Linked DNA regions of Gossypium hirsutum: regions 1 and 3 are each linked to region 2. The links are chromatin contacts, called in public Hi-C maps. All regions are on one chromosome and are shown on one strand. Each heading gives the region's core, a stretch centred on a gene start, on an enhancer-like site or on the middle of the called end of the contact. The rest is flanking DNA. Distances are from core to core; before and after follow the strand shown. Region 1 holds the start of LOC107895124. Region 2 holds the start of LOC107927002 (SNARE-interacting protein KEULE). Region 3 holds the start of LOC107895119 (UDP-glucuronate 4-epimerase 5).

Evidence for each region. Hi-C and Micro-C count contacts between places; a contact is called where the count stands out from the background.
Region 1: a Hi-C map of leaf shows a contact between it and region 2, with 2.8 times the contacts expected there. The contact joins the promoter of LOC107895124 here to the promoter of LOC107927002 in region 2. A contact is called at or near these places in 18 of 34 Hi-C or Micro-C datasets (anther, callus, fibers and 4 more).
Region 3: a contact with region 2 is called in a Hi-C map of leaf, with 2.9 times the contacts expected there. The contact joins the promoter of LOC107895119 here to the promoter of LOC107927002 in region 2. A contact is called at or near these places in 4 of 34 Hi-C or Micro-C datasets (callus, leaf and petal).

What each region holds. Positions count from the first base shown.
Region 1 is chrA08:116,394,348-116,398,833 of Gossypium_hirsutum_v2.1, forward strand. It overlaps LOC107895124, which reads left to right and starts at 3,039. Exons shown (of 2, transcript XM_041074871.1): 1 at 3,039-3,219; 2 at 3,329-4,010. The coding sequence starts at 3,160. The coding sequence ends at 3,913. LOC107895122 (probable protein S-acyltransferase 14) reads right to left here. Exons shown (of 7, transcript XM_041074870.1): 7 at 4,216-4,486.
Region 2 is chrA08:116,527,642-116,531,969 of Gossypium_hirsutum_v2.1, forward strand. It overlaps LOC107927002 (SNARE-interacting protein KEULE), which reads left to right and starts at 1,984. Exons shown (of 21, transcript XM_016857959.2): 1 at 1,984-2,281; 2 at 3,191-3,249; 3 at 3,372-3,453; 4 at 3,608-3,686; 5 at 4,181-4,231. The coding sequence starts at 2,203.
Region 3 is chrA08:116,343,657-116,348,331 of Gossypium_hirsutum_v2.1, forward strand. LOC107895119 (UDP-glucuronate 4-epimerase 5) reads left to right here and starts at 2,458. Exons shown (of 2, transcript XM_016820351.2): 1 at 2,458-3,909; 2 at 4,256-4,299. The coding sequence starts at 2,612. The coding sequence ends at 4,295. It also overlaps the pseudogene LOC107895120.

The DNA.
Region 1 (4,486 bases), core at 1,789-4,288, 130 kb before region 2:
AATGTGGGTGTCTCCGAACGTTATCGCATCCCGATAGTGTCGCAAACACCCCCTCGTCATTGTTTTATCCAACCTGTGACCACATAACAGCCGCCGACTGGGACTTTTACATACACTTCAACTCGTGACCGTATAAAGCACTATCACCCAGGAACCTGACTTCCATAGGATGAGTTTCTAATGTAATGGTCTCATCTCGACATGACATATGAAATGTGTGTGTCTTCGAGCGTTATTGCATCCTCGACAACTCAAATCTACCTTTAAGATTTCACAATGTCTATCTCAAATCCAAAAACAATAAAAAAATCCTAACCTGTAAAAATCCCTAAACTCCAAACCTTAAAACTAACAAAATCCTAAAAACCCAAAACTTAAAAAAACCCTAAAGAAAAAAACGAATAAAGAGAGAGAAAGGAAGCTGGATATGTTTTCCTGCCAACTAAGAGGAAAACGTGTCCAACTGGGCGTACTTTCTTACCAATTGTGCAGAAAACACGTCCAACTGGACACGTTTTCACACTTTTTCTCTAAAATCAATTTGTTTTCCTAATTTTTCAAAAAAACCAATATATTTTTAAAAATATTTTTTCGACATATTTAACTAGTTTAATCACCTTTCTCACTCTATATAAAGAGAAGAAATATGTGATACAAATATGCATTGAATCTAAAATTGTTAAAAAAAAAAGGAGAAAAAAAGGTTAAACAGTAGGGTTGACCGAGAATAAAAGCAAAACCCCTATATTAATCACATGAATAAGGTAGTGGCATTGAAATGGCAGCTCTCTCATCCACTTCATGCCACCCAACCAATTAAAGGTAAAAAGTAAATATAAAAATAGTCTATACATATATAATGGCTACCCATATTCATCTTCCTTTGATAAAAGAGTCTATGATCATTGAACTATCCAAACTTTTCTACAAGTTTTTATCTTTTTCATTATTATCTCCCAATAAAGATTATATATACTCTTTAAATCAAAATTTCCACTTTTACTATTATGATATTATTGGTTTATATGAGGTAAAAAGTTAGTCGATTGAACCATTATTATTCAAGTTCTTTTAATAATTTTATTTCTACCCATCAATCCTTCTCACTTTCAACAATAACTAAACATAGATAAATTGCAGTATTAATTTATATGTAAAATAAGTGAATAATCAGCCTCATGCTTTGATAATACACATTTTTTTCTATGCCAATTGTATAAATATAAATAACACACACAAAAACAATGTGTACCAAATAATAAATATATTTAAATATCTCGTATTTATAATTATAAACTTTGTGTTAGATACATCGCATCTATATTCTGCTTCATATTGCTTCTAAAACAAGCAAGGTATTTTGTTTATGGAATTTTAATTTCATTTGGTAATTATCTTAATTCTTAACCATTATCAAGTTACCAAAATGGCAAAAAAATCGTGTACTCTGACCCCTCTTATCCATTCTAAATTACGGTGGAGCACCTAGGAATTTGCAAAGAGTTTCTATTTAAACTGACATTTTAATGATTCTGAAACTGTAATTTTTTAAAATTAGGAATTTAGTCTTCATACTTGTATTTTTAAAAATTTAGTCTCTCTATTTTTTAGATTTTAAAATTCAGGTTTAACTATTAATTTTGTTATTTTTTTGTTAAATTCAGGTTAATTATATGAGTACTAAGTGAGTAGCCTTTTTTTCTTTTTTTAATTTCAAAACATCACAATAACAAAATTTTTAAAAAGAATATAGTATTAACAGATAAACCTAAATTTTGAAATCTCAAAAGTAAAAAAATTAAATTTTAATTTTGAAGAAGTACAAGGACTATAAGCACATTTTAACCTTCTGAAACAGCCCCAACTTGTCCTGGAAATATCAGATTACTAGTTTAATACCAAATTGAGGTAATCTACAAAAGTAGTCATTTTTGTTTGCCCCAGATTACATTTTAGTCACTTATGTTTGAAATGTTACATTTTAGTCACTTATGTTATTATTTTGTTACGAAGTGATCACTCTACCATTAAGTTCCGTTATCTCTCTAACGGTAATCCTATGTGGCAGTCCAACTAGATCTTAGGTGCCAACTTGGATTTCTAAATGGGATGAAAATAGATTTTTAATTAAAAAAATTAATTAATTAAAATTTTTAAACCTAAACCTTAACTGAAAAAACTGTTTATCTCCTATTTTTTATTTTTCTTCCGTCTCTTCTTTCTTTTAATAGTTTTTTTTATTTGATTGGAAAAACTATTATTAAGATCAAAATAGTTGAAATTAAATTGACCTCTTCATAAAAATAGATTCAATGGAGGTTTCAGGTATGTCTTCTTTGCATTCCTCTATCTCTTTTATTCAATACTGAAAAATAAAAGATTAATTTTTTTATTGTTTAATGAAATCCCTAAATTAAAATTCTTGAAATTAAAAAATAGTTTCTTAGATTTTTTGGTAATCCACTTGAATGCCTTCAAAAATTTTAATTTAGGATTTTTATTAAACAATAAAAAATCTATTCTTTTGTTTTTCAGTATTGAATAAAAGAGATAGAGGAATGCAAAGAAGATATGCCTGAACCTTCCGTTGAATCCATTTTTATGAAGTAGTCAATTTGATTTTAACTTTTTGAACTTAATAATAAATTTTCCAGTCAAATAAAAAAAATCATTGAAAAAAGAAGAGACGAAAGAAAAATAAAAAAAGATGAGATGAACAGCTTTTTTAGTTAAGGTTTAGGTTTAAAAATTTTAATTAATTAAAATTTTTAATTAAAAATCTATTTTCATCTAGAAATCCAAGTTGGCACCTAAAATCTAGTTGGACTGCCACGTAGGATTACCGTTAGAGAGAAAACGAAACTTGACGGTAGAGTGATCACTTCGTAACAAAATAATAACATAAGTGACTAAAACGTAACATGTCAAACATAAGTGACTAAAATGTAATCTGGGACAAACAAAAGTGACTATTTTTATAGATTACCCACCAAATTGAAGGTAATCCTAATCCGACACACGTCGGATTGGTGTGGATACATTGTCAACGGTCCAACACAAATCAGTTTCCACTTTCCACCATATCTTTGTCTCGCATATAAATTAAACACAACTGCTCGTTTCGATTTGTCATTTGGCATTGGGTGATTGAAGGAAGAAATGAAGCAGGTTTGGTCTCCGGGGACAGCCTCCAAGGCTTATATTGATACCGTTAAATTCGTAAGCATAGAGGGGAAACAAACCTTATGAATTATGCTGCATGGTTTATTGTTTTCATTTTTGGTGTTTTTTGATCTGTTTTTTTTTTCTTGTTTTGTTTGCACTGCAGTGTGAACTTTATAATGAATCTGGTGTAGCAGAGCTTGTTTCAGCTATGGCTGCCGGTTGGAACGCCAGATTCATTGTGGAAACATGGTCAAAAGGCGAGGCTATGGCAACAAGCATCGGGTTGGCAGTTGCTAGCAGTCATACAAATGGAAGACATATATGTATAGTCCCTGATGAAAGATCGAGATTAGAATACGCTGAGGCCCTGGAAGAGGTTGGTATGTCTGCAGAAGCCATTGTTGGAGAACCTGAAGAGGTAATGAAAGGGCTAAATGGCATAGATTTCATGGTGGTGGATAGCCAACGAAATGACTTTTCAAAGATATTAAAGCTGGCAAAACTGAGTGACAGAGGGGCTGTTCTGGCATGCAAGAATGCTCATCCCAAAACTGCTTCAACTTTCAGATGGAAAAGTGTTGTTGATGAGAGATCGTACAGGGTAGTTCGTTGTGTGTTCCTTCCGGTAGGGAAAGGGTTGGATATTGCGCATGTGGCAAGCAGTGGAGGGAATTCAGGTGAAGCTGAAAGGCGATGGATCAAACATGTTGATCCACAGTCTGGGGAAGAACATGTCATACGAAGGTAGAATTAAGATTCTTCTCCACAAACGGAGATTATGTATTTCTATGTTAATCTCATTTCAACCTTGTACATAAATTTTAAACCTCAATTATTTACAACAACATTTACATTTACCTAATTCAATCAACTACTAAATGTTTCAAGGAGGGTAAAAATACTATGAGAATCTCTATACAAGAAGTCAAATTGCATTTTACCTCATTTACTCAAAAAATGACAAGTTAATCCTTATATATTATATCCAAGAAAAAATTGATATTTTCTATTAAAATCTTTATCCATTCCTATTGTTAAAAACTGGCGTAATTGACGAATTAACTAGACAATTCCACATGACATGCTATGTATACCTCAAGTATACACTGATGTACAAATATCGATTTTTTAACTGTTGAAATGGACGAAATTTTTAACAAAAAAGGATCAATTTACTTTTCCATCTAATGTATGAAGACCAGTTTACTCATTTTATAAATAAAAAGGGTAAAATACAATCTGACTCTTTATACAGGCCTATTTTACACCATATAAATCATATAACAAAAGCAGTACAAAGAGTAGTTCGGGATATCTAACG
Region 2 (4,328 bases), core at 734-3,233:
TGGTTTAATTATTTAATTTGGTATATTTTGTATGTGTATTTAATTTTAATATTCAATTTAATACACATATCAAATAATTTAATGAATGTTTGACATGTATGCTCTGATAAAAAACAACACAAGTGCTTAATTGGAAAAAAAATAAAGTTTGGATACTAAATCGAATATTGAAGCTAAACTCGGGTACTTAAATGGGATAAAAAAACTGAAGTATCAAATTTAAAAAAAAAATTAGGTATTAAAGTGAACCTTGAAGCTAAACTTAAGTACCTAATTAAACACTAAAACCAAACTTAAGTACCAAATAATATATTATCTCTTAAAAAATAAAATAAAATGATTAGTTGAATCTATTTTTTTTTTATTTTCTAATTTTATTGAATTAAGTGATACTAAGTTACTAGATAAAACAATATAAAATTTTGAATTAAATTATTATATTTATAAAAGAGATAATGTTACATTTGGTATATGTACTTCCATCAAAAATCTAATGTAGTACTTATACTTTGAAAACGTTCAATGTGGTATTTGAACTATTAATGTGTTTTATCATGGTACATGATGTTAACACCATTAGTAAATTGCTAAATCAACCAATGAAAATTTGTCACATAAATTTTTTTCCAAATCATCAGGTCACACGAATAATTTATCATTATAAGAAAAATTAAATTAAACAAAAAAATAAATTAAACTTATTAAATAATTAATAACTTAACATTTGGCTAATAAAAAAGAAGTGATTATTAAGTATTTTCATGGATAATAAAAAATATTATTTAAAAATTAATTAAAAATATCATTTCAAATGAAAAGCTCTTTAGAGAAGATGACATTACTTAAACAGAGAAGATGACATTTTTGTTTATATAAGTTTAGCGTTTAAATTTTTGTTTATGTTATATTATCCATGGGAACTTTGATGATTTGGAAAAAAAATTTACATGTCGAATTTTCATTTGTTGGTTTAGTAACTGATTAATAGTGTAAATATCGGTATAATAACAAAACACATATTGGTAGTTCATATACCACATTGAACATTTTCAAAGTGTAAATATTACATGAACATTTTTTTAAAAATTATAGGTACCAAATGTGACGTTATTATTTTATTAAATAATAAAAAAATATTATTAATATACAATTTAAAATAATTTATTTTGAAAACTAAATTAAAAAATCTAATAGGTAATATTTAATATGAAATTTAAATAACCTATTTTTTTAAAGAGGAGCAGAAGAGAAGTCATAAAATTTTTAGAGGGGTCGAAATTAAATTATAATTTTTATAATAATAAAATGTAAATTTTAAAGAATTAAATTAATATTTTATTATTTTTAAAGAATTAAAATATAATTTTATTTTTATTAATTTAAAATTTTAGAAAGCTAAAATGAAAAAGAAAAAAAATGAGGGACAGCCCTTCCCCCAACATTCGCCCCTGAACGGGAAAATATTCAAACACGCAAGGAATGAAGAAATTTCCGGATGCATTTTCATGAATGAAGAAGACAAGAGAGCAAGGTCATAAATATTAGAGATAAACTAATATGCTCCCTTAATTTGTTAATTTTTTCATTTTAGTCTCTGAATTTTTTTATCTATCTCAACTTGAATTCTTTAAAGTATAACGACTTTAGATCATGAAATTGCGCTAGTTTGAAATTCTCTTCTAAAATTTCTTGATAGTTTTTAAATATTTTATTTTTTAATAAATTTAATATAAAAAATTTAAGCGATAACGTTATGCAATTTTAAATAACCACATCATAATATTTCAAATCAAAATTTAGAATCCAAAATTAAAAAAAAAATTACTAAATTCAATAACCGAATGTTGCTTTATTCTAAATATAATTCCATGCACGTCGACTTTCAGATGGAAATGTGAAATTATATACTTTCGACATTTGTCAGCCGTCAACACGTCATTGAAAAAAATAAAAAATTAAAGTAAAATGAAGAAAATTCAATAAAAATAATTTCTCTTTCACCCGTCCCTTCTAGTTTTTCCTTTTCTCATAAATTATAGTTGTGTAAATAATAATTTTCTAATTTCAAAAAAAAAAAAATTACAATCTACGCTTCCTTCTCCTTCCATTTTCCCTTTTCTCTTGTGTTTTGATTACTCCAGGATCTCCATCTATTCGGTCCTGTTTTTCACTGGATCGGTTGATCAGAGGGTTCTCTAAACGATGTCGTATTCGGATTCCGACTCTTCTTCCGGCGCTGGCGACCACCACTACAAGAATTTCAAGCAAATCAGCCGTGAAAGTGAAGTCTTATATTCTCTATTTATTCAATCTTTGTTAAACTTAATTTTAAGATTCTCTAATCATTCTGCTTAATTATGATCTATCTGGTTTCACAATCGTTAGTAGTAGTTCGAACCTGATCATGTAATTTCTACTGAATTTTAATCGTTAGTAATGAATTTGTCAGTTAAGTTGAATATACAATAAATTTGTGTTTTTACGCAGTCTTAAGGAAAAGCCACGAAGAAAAGATATTATTTCATAACTTATCAGCTTAACTATATATATTTTAATTTATTGGTTTCGATGTATGAAATTTGAACAAAGAATGTAAGTGGTCTTTTTGTTCAACAATACCAATTCAAAAACATAAAATCAGTGCTATGACTGTGCTATATGCTGCATTATTTGCATTTTGCTGAGAACTATAATATAGACTGATACTGCTCATGAAAACGGGACTTTTTTCATGAGCTATAGTTGATTTTTAATGCATCGAGTTTATCCTTAACTCCCCGCTGTGAAATTACTCATAATAGGAATAAGGAAATATGTAAAAAAGAGGAGCTAAAAACAATCACGATCTGCGCAGTTTGTAGAAGTGTAGGGATGTTTCAACTATTATAATCAGGGCTGCACATGCATGTTATGGCTTAAAAGCATGGGGCCGGACAGTGAGAGCAGGTCCCTACCCCTAGGCAAGGTGCTTTTAATGATGCACACAAGTTTTCTGCCCAGGCTTCATCTAGTTGTCTTGTACCTTTCTATCCATTAAGCAAAAAACCAAGGTTATAATGCATTTGGATTGTGTGTGTGTGTGTGTGTGTTTTATTACCTTTTTTCATTTATTCTTTAGGCATGATCTTGTTCACTAATTTTGGGTGGCTGATCTGATTTAAATCTCTATATGTACTTGATGTATGTAAAGGGTTATTACACGAAATGCTTCGTTCTGCAAAAGTGAAGGACTCTAAATCTACGTGGAAGGTATGCTGGTCTTGTTGTTATTTTTGTTTTGGTTATTCATTGGCTGGCTTTGTGCTGTTATCATTGTTACTGGTTGCTAGAAATGTTCTTATTTATCTTGATTTTCAATCCCCTCTAAGCAGGTGCTAATCATGGACAAAGTCACGGTTAAGGTAATGTCTTACTCTTGCAAGATGGGTGACATCACAGCAGAAGGAGTTTCATGTAAGCCAAGCTTCGTATTATTTTAACTGTTGCATAACAACTGCTCTAATAGGGCAACAATGAAATAATAAGCTACATAAGTTATGTCATCATTTTAAAGTTTCAAGGATCAAATTTTTCTTCTAATTTTATTGATTCTGGTTTTGTTTTGCAGTGGTAGAAGACATATACAGACGCAGGCAGCCATTGCCATCAATGGATGCTATATACTTCATTCAACCAACCAAAGAGAAGTAATTTATCTTCCCTTTACTGAGTTTTCAATTATCAAGTCTTTAGCTGGGTAGGTATTTTCCTTTTGGGACCGAGTTTTATGTGTGTATCACATTTTAGTCCATTCCCCCTTTTGTTGACCATATAATTTTATATTTACAGGGAAAAGAAAATAATCCAGTTTCAAACAGTTGCAGACTCCATACTGAACATTTTCCCATTTTAGGTCTACATTCATGATTTGACTACCTATATCTTAGATGACCTCATATCATACTTCCGTCATCAGAAATTAACCTTGCTGAAGCCTTATTTTATTCTATTTTCTAGTATAGCTTTCCCTAGCACGGATGCATGCATTCATGCATGTCTGTTGTACAAGATTTAGTTATCCTAATTAATAAAAGGAAATGTCTCTGTGAGATGTATATATGTCATAGTGCAACATAATCCTACTTCTCTGGTGGGCTTTTCCCCCCTCACCCTTTATTGTTTCACTTGTGTGTTTGTGCAGTGTTATTATGTTCTTGTCAGACATGGCTGGAAGGACTCCCTTATACAGGAAGTATGTGAAAGATCTTTTACGTAATACATTACATGAGGGGTTAAATCTTCAGAATTCCAAGCATATGACAGCTTCTGATATATGTATTCTTTTATCT
Region 3 (4,675 bases), core at 1,208-3,707, 180 kb before region 2:
GTTGAGTTCTAATAGCTAAATGTATTAAATAGCTATAGAACTTAAAAGTGGAGGTCCTTATATGGTAAATAGCCCATTAATAAGTTAGTGGAAGATATTGGTTTGACATTATTGAAATTTGGTTGAAATTAAAAGGTTAATTAAGTAAATTAGTTAATAATGATATAATAACTAAAACAAATTAAAAGTTATCATCTTTAATTTGTTTCTTCACCTGAAACTTCAAAGAGAAGAACCCATTTTTGGAGACCTAGGTTCGGCCAAGCTTTTATTGTCTAATTAGGTACAATTTTTGTTCTGTTTTTAATAATTTCTATGTTTCTGAGATTGTTGTAGCTTAATCTAGCTAGCCCGGGACTAATTTGCAAAACTGTTAAAGTATTAGGGTTTTTCCATTGATAAGCATGGTTGAATTTTGATGTTTTATGATAGAAAATGAATGGCTTTTGTTGGATAAACAATTGTTGTTAAGGAATTTTTAGTGAAATTTTCAAATAGGGATTAAATTGAAAAATGTGATAAATTCATGGTTAAATTTATAAATTTGTGAAATATGTGGGCTTCTATAAACATGTATTTAGTTAGCCTAGGCTTGGGTAGGGGTAAAATTGAATTAATTTCATTTTATGAGCCTAAAGACTAAATTGCGAAGAATTAAAAGTACAGGAGCAAAATGGTAATTTTGTCAAAATTACATGTTGGACTAAATTGAATGTGAAATTTATTAAATTGGGTTAAATTTATCCATATAGATCCTGTTAGACCTCGTGCAGAGTTAGATCGAGGCAAAGAAAAAATCTCAAATTAGTTGCCTCCGTATCTACGTACCCTCATCGAGGTAAGTTCGTGTAATTAAATTGTACATTTATATGTTTTAAATTGAATTATATGTTTTTGAATTGTGTAATTGCCATGGATGAATACAGATCGCATATCCGACGACGTACGACAATTACCGAGTCCCGTTAGAACCTTAAGAATTTGTAGGATACAAATAACATGTCATTAGGGTTACTGATTCTCAGCTTGAGAGAGCTTACTGATATTCAGCTCACATGAGCTTACCGTTATTCAGCTTGGAAGAGCTTACCATTTACAGCTCATAAGAGCATACCGATTCATAGCTTATATGAGCATATATGTATAGGAATTGACGGATTACAGTTCAGTACACTTTGTGTGTGCTACCAAAGTATCCAACGATATTCTAAATTGTTCAACGGGCACAGTTCTATTATGCGAATATATGAGTTCGATATGAACTACTACAGGTATTTACATGAAGTACATGGAAATGATGTTACATGATATATTGATATATGAAATGTATGATACATGTATATGAAATTTGAATAAGGGTTGAGTTCATCTATGTGTATTGGATATTATATGTGCTTTACATGGCTAACATGTTGGTGAATATGTGTTTAGGCTTTTGGCCAAATTAAGTTGGGATATGCTATGTTTACTTATCTAAATTTAAATTCTAAGTTATACGAACTTACTAAGCTTAAATGCTTACTCTATGTTATTTTCTGTGTTTTATAGTGATTCGGAAGCTCATTCGGGTTGGAAGCTTGTCAGAGTTATACCACACTATCCATCGGCTCTTTTGGTACTTTCAGTTGTTTAATTTCGGTTATAATAAAATGTATAGGTTATTTTAGCTAATGTTGGCCTATGTGTGATATTGTGGTTGTGGCCATATGCTTTGGCTTGTGTTCTGGTATATTTTGCTATATACATATATAAATGGCCTTATTATGTATGATTTTGATTGATTTCTGACATGAATATTATATGATATGAAATGTCTGAAATTTCTACTGTTTGAACTGTAAACTCTAGTAATGCTCCGTAACTCTATTCGGCGATGAATACAGATTAGGGGTGTTACATTTATAGTATAAATACAATACAATTACAAATATATGTCCAATCAACTACAAAGTAGAACTAAATTAATATAAAGCACAAATAAACTAAAAATCGAAATAATTTATACCAAAACCAATCTATCGAACTAAAACTCACACAAAATAAACTTCGAAACTCAAATAATTACACATGACGATAATTGAATGTAACTATTCAAATACTTACCTCTTACAACCATTGCTATAAGTGAATAACATAAATAATTTTTTTTATGAACACCAATATCTACTTTCAATTTCTTTTTACCAAAAAAAATTAAAATTTCAATTATTTATCATAAATAAAATTTCAAATATATAAATTTAAAAATCCTAATCTAAAATATTTTCAATTTTAATTTCAGTTAAAACTGATTAAGTTTGAATTTGAATTTAAATTAAAAAAAAAAACAATTCAACGCACTAAAACGCATTGCAATCGTAACTTGGCATGGTAAATAGTAGTAGTAATTTTATAATTTCCCTCTCCAAATGATAATGATGATTATACCCCTCCAATAGTTCAACCAAACCCTTATAAACCCCACAAATTCCCCATTCTTGAAAATGACAACCAGTCTTCTACCTTTATACGGAGCCTTTCCTTTCTTTCTCCTCCTCCTCTTCCTCCACTGCCGCCGCCGCCACCACAAATCTGAACCCTAATCCTAAAATCCTATCTTGTATTGTTCCAAATGTCACACCTTGACAACATTCCATCCACTCCTGGCAAACACAAACCCGACAAAGCTTTCCGTTTCCACTCCTCCGCCGCATCTTCCTCTCTTTCCAAACTAACCCTTTATTCCACCCTTTTCCTTTCCATCCTCCTTATCTTCCTCCTCCTACTTTCCTCCCCTTCTTCCCCACCATCGCCGCGCCGCCACCTCTCTACTGGGTCCCACCACACCCCGCTCTCTCTTTCCCACAAACTAATCCGCAAATCGGCCCGTCCTCGCTCTACTACCGGTCACACCGTCCTTGTGACCGGCGCCGCCGGTTTTGTCGGAACCCATGTCTCCCTCTCTCTTCAACGCCGTGGAGACGGTGTTCTTGGCCTTGACAACTTTAACCATTACTATGATCCAACCCTGAAAAGGGCTCGCCAGAAGATCCTCGAAAAAGCTGGGGTTTTTATAGTCGAAGGCGACATCAACGACAAGGGTCTTCTCCAACAACTGTTCGATGCCGTTTTGTTTACTCACGTAATGCATTTAGCAGCCCAGGCCGGTGTTCGTTACGCTATGCAAAACCCAGGATCTTATGTTCATAGTAACATTGCTGGATTTGTGAACTTACTGGAAGTGTCGAAATCGGCCAACCCTCAACCGGCGATTATCTGGGCATCTTCAAGTTCGGTCTACGGCTTGAATTCTAGAGTGCCATTTTCAGAGAAAGATAGAACTGATCAACCTGCTAGTTTATATGCTGCTACAAAGAAAGCCGGTGAGGAAATTGCGCATACATATAATCATATTTATGGACTTTCAATAACTGGATTGCGATTTTTCACGGTTTATGGTCCTTGGGGTCGGCCCGATATGGCATATTTCTTTTTCACTAAAGATATAATGAAAGGTAAAACGATCACTGTATACGAATCACCAGATAAGGGTAGTGTGGCTAGGGATTTTACCTATATTGATGATATAGTGAAAGGGTGTTTGGGAGCATTGGATACGGCAAAGAAGAGTACAGGGAGTGGGGGAAAGAAGAGAGGGCCTGCACAATTGAGGATTTTTAATTTGGGGAATACTTCGCCTGTACCTGTGAGTAGGCTGGTTAGTATATTGGAGAAGATTTTAAAGGTGAAGGCTAAGAAGAAAGTAGTGCCACTGCCAAGAAATGGGGATGTGGAGTTCACACACGCCAATATTACCTTAGCAATGACGGAGCTCGGTTACAAGCCAACGACTGATTTGGAGGCAGGGTTGAAGAAGTTTGTGAGATGGTACCTCAGTTTTTATTCGGGGTCAAAGAAGAAGAGTTCTTGGTGAAACTTTCTCGATCTTTTTTTTTTATATTTATTATTTCTCTCATTTTAGTTCATATTGATTACTTCTCTATTGTGTTCATTTTGTGGTTTATTGAGCATTTACTTCATTGTATGCTTGATATAATCATGCAAGAGGGGTACTGTTCTGCTTTGCCTGTAGGGTGGGCATCTCTTCCCAACTCGTAGTGATGGGAAGCTAGCAGCATTTTAGTTTTTATTCCACATGTTGCTTCCTTTTCTCTTGGAAGCTTCTTTTAGCAGTTTTAAGCATTGTACAGTTCATGACTGATGGATCGAAAAGATGTTCTGATTGCTGGTTCATTTTGTTTTCTTAACCATACAGTTATTTCAATAAAATTGCAACCGCTGCAATGTGCTTTTAAATGATATTTGTCTATCGAATTCCCCTGGTTTTGCCTGCCAGTTTTGGTTGGAAGAGCTTGAAGATGTATGATGTCTTAATTTGTTTGTTTTGGCTGTATTATTTACTTGGCCTTTGGAATGGTTATGTTGTCTCAAATCCTTATTCAAGCTACAAGGAAGAGAGATGAAGCATTAATGGAAGCTTCGAAGTTAAAATATTCCATGGCTGAACTTGAGAAGAAGCTTAACAAGCTTGATGTATATTGTCACAATTTAAAGTCTGGTCTAGATGAATGTAACAGAAACTCTCCTTATAGAATGGGTCAAACACATAAATATTCATCAAGTGAAGAAACAAGATGGAGTTATTGGAGCTTATGAGAAAGTGATTCAACAGTTC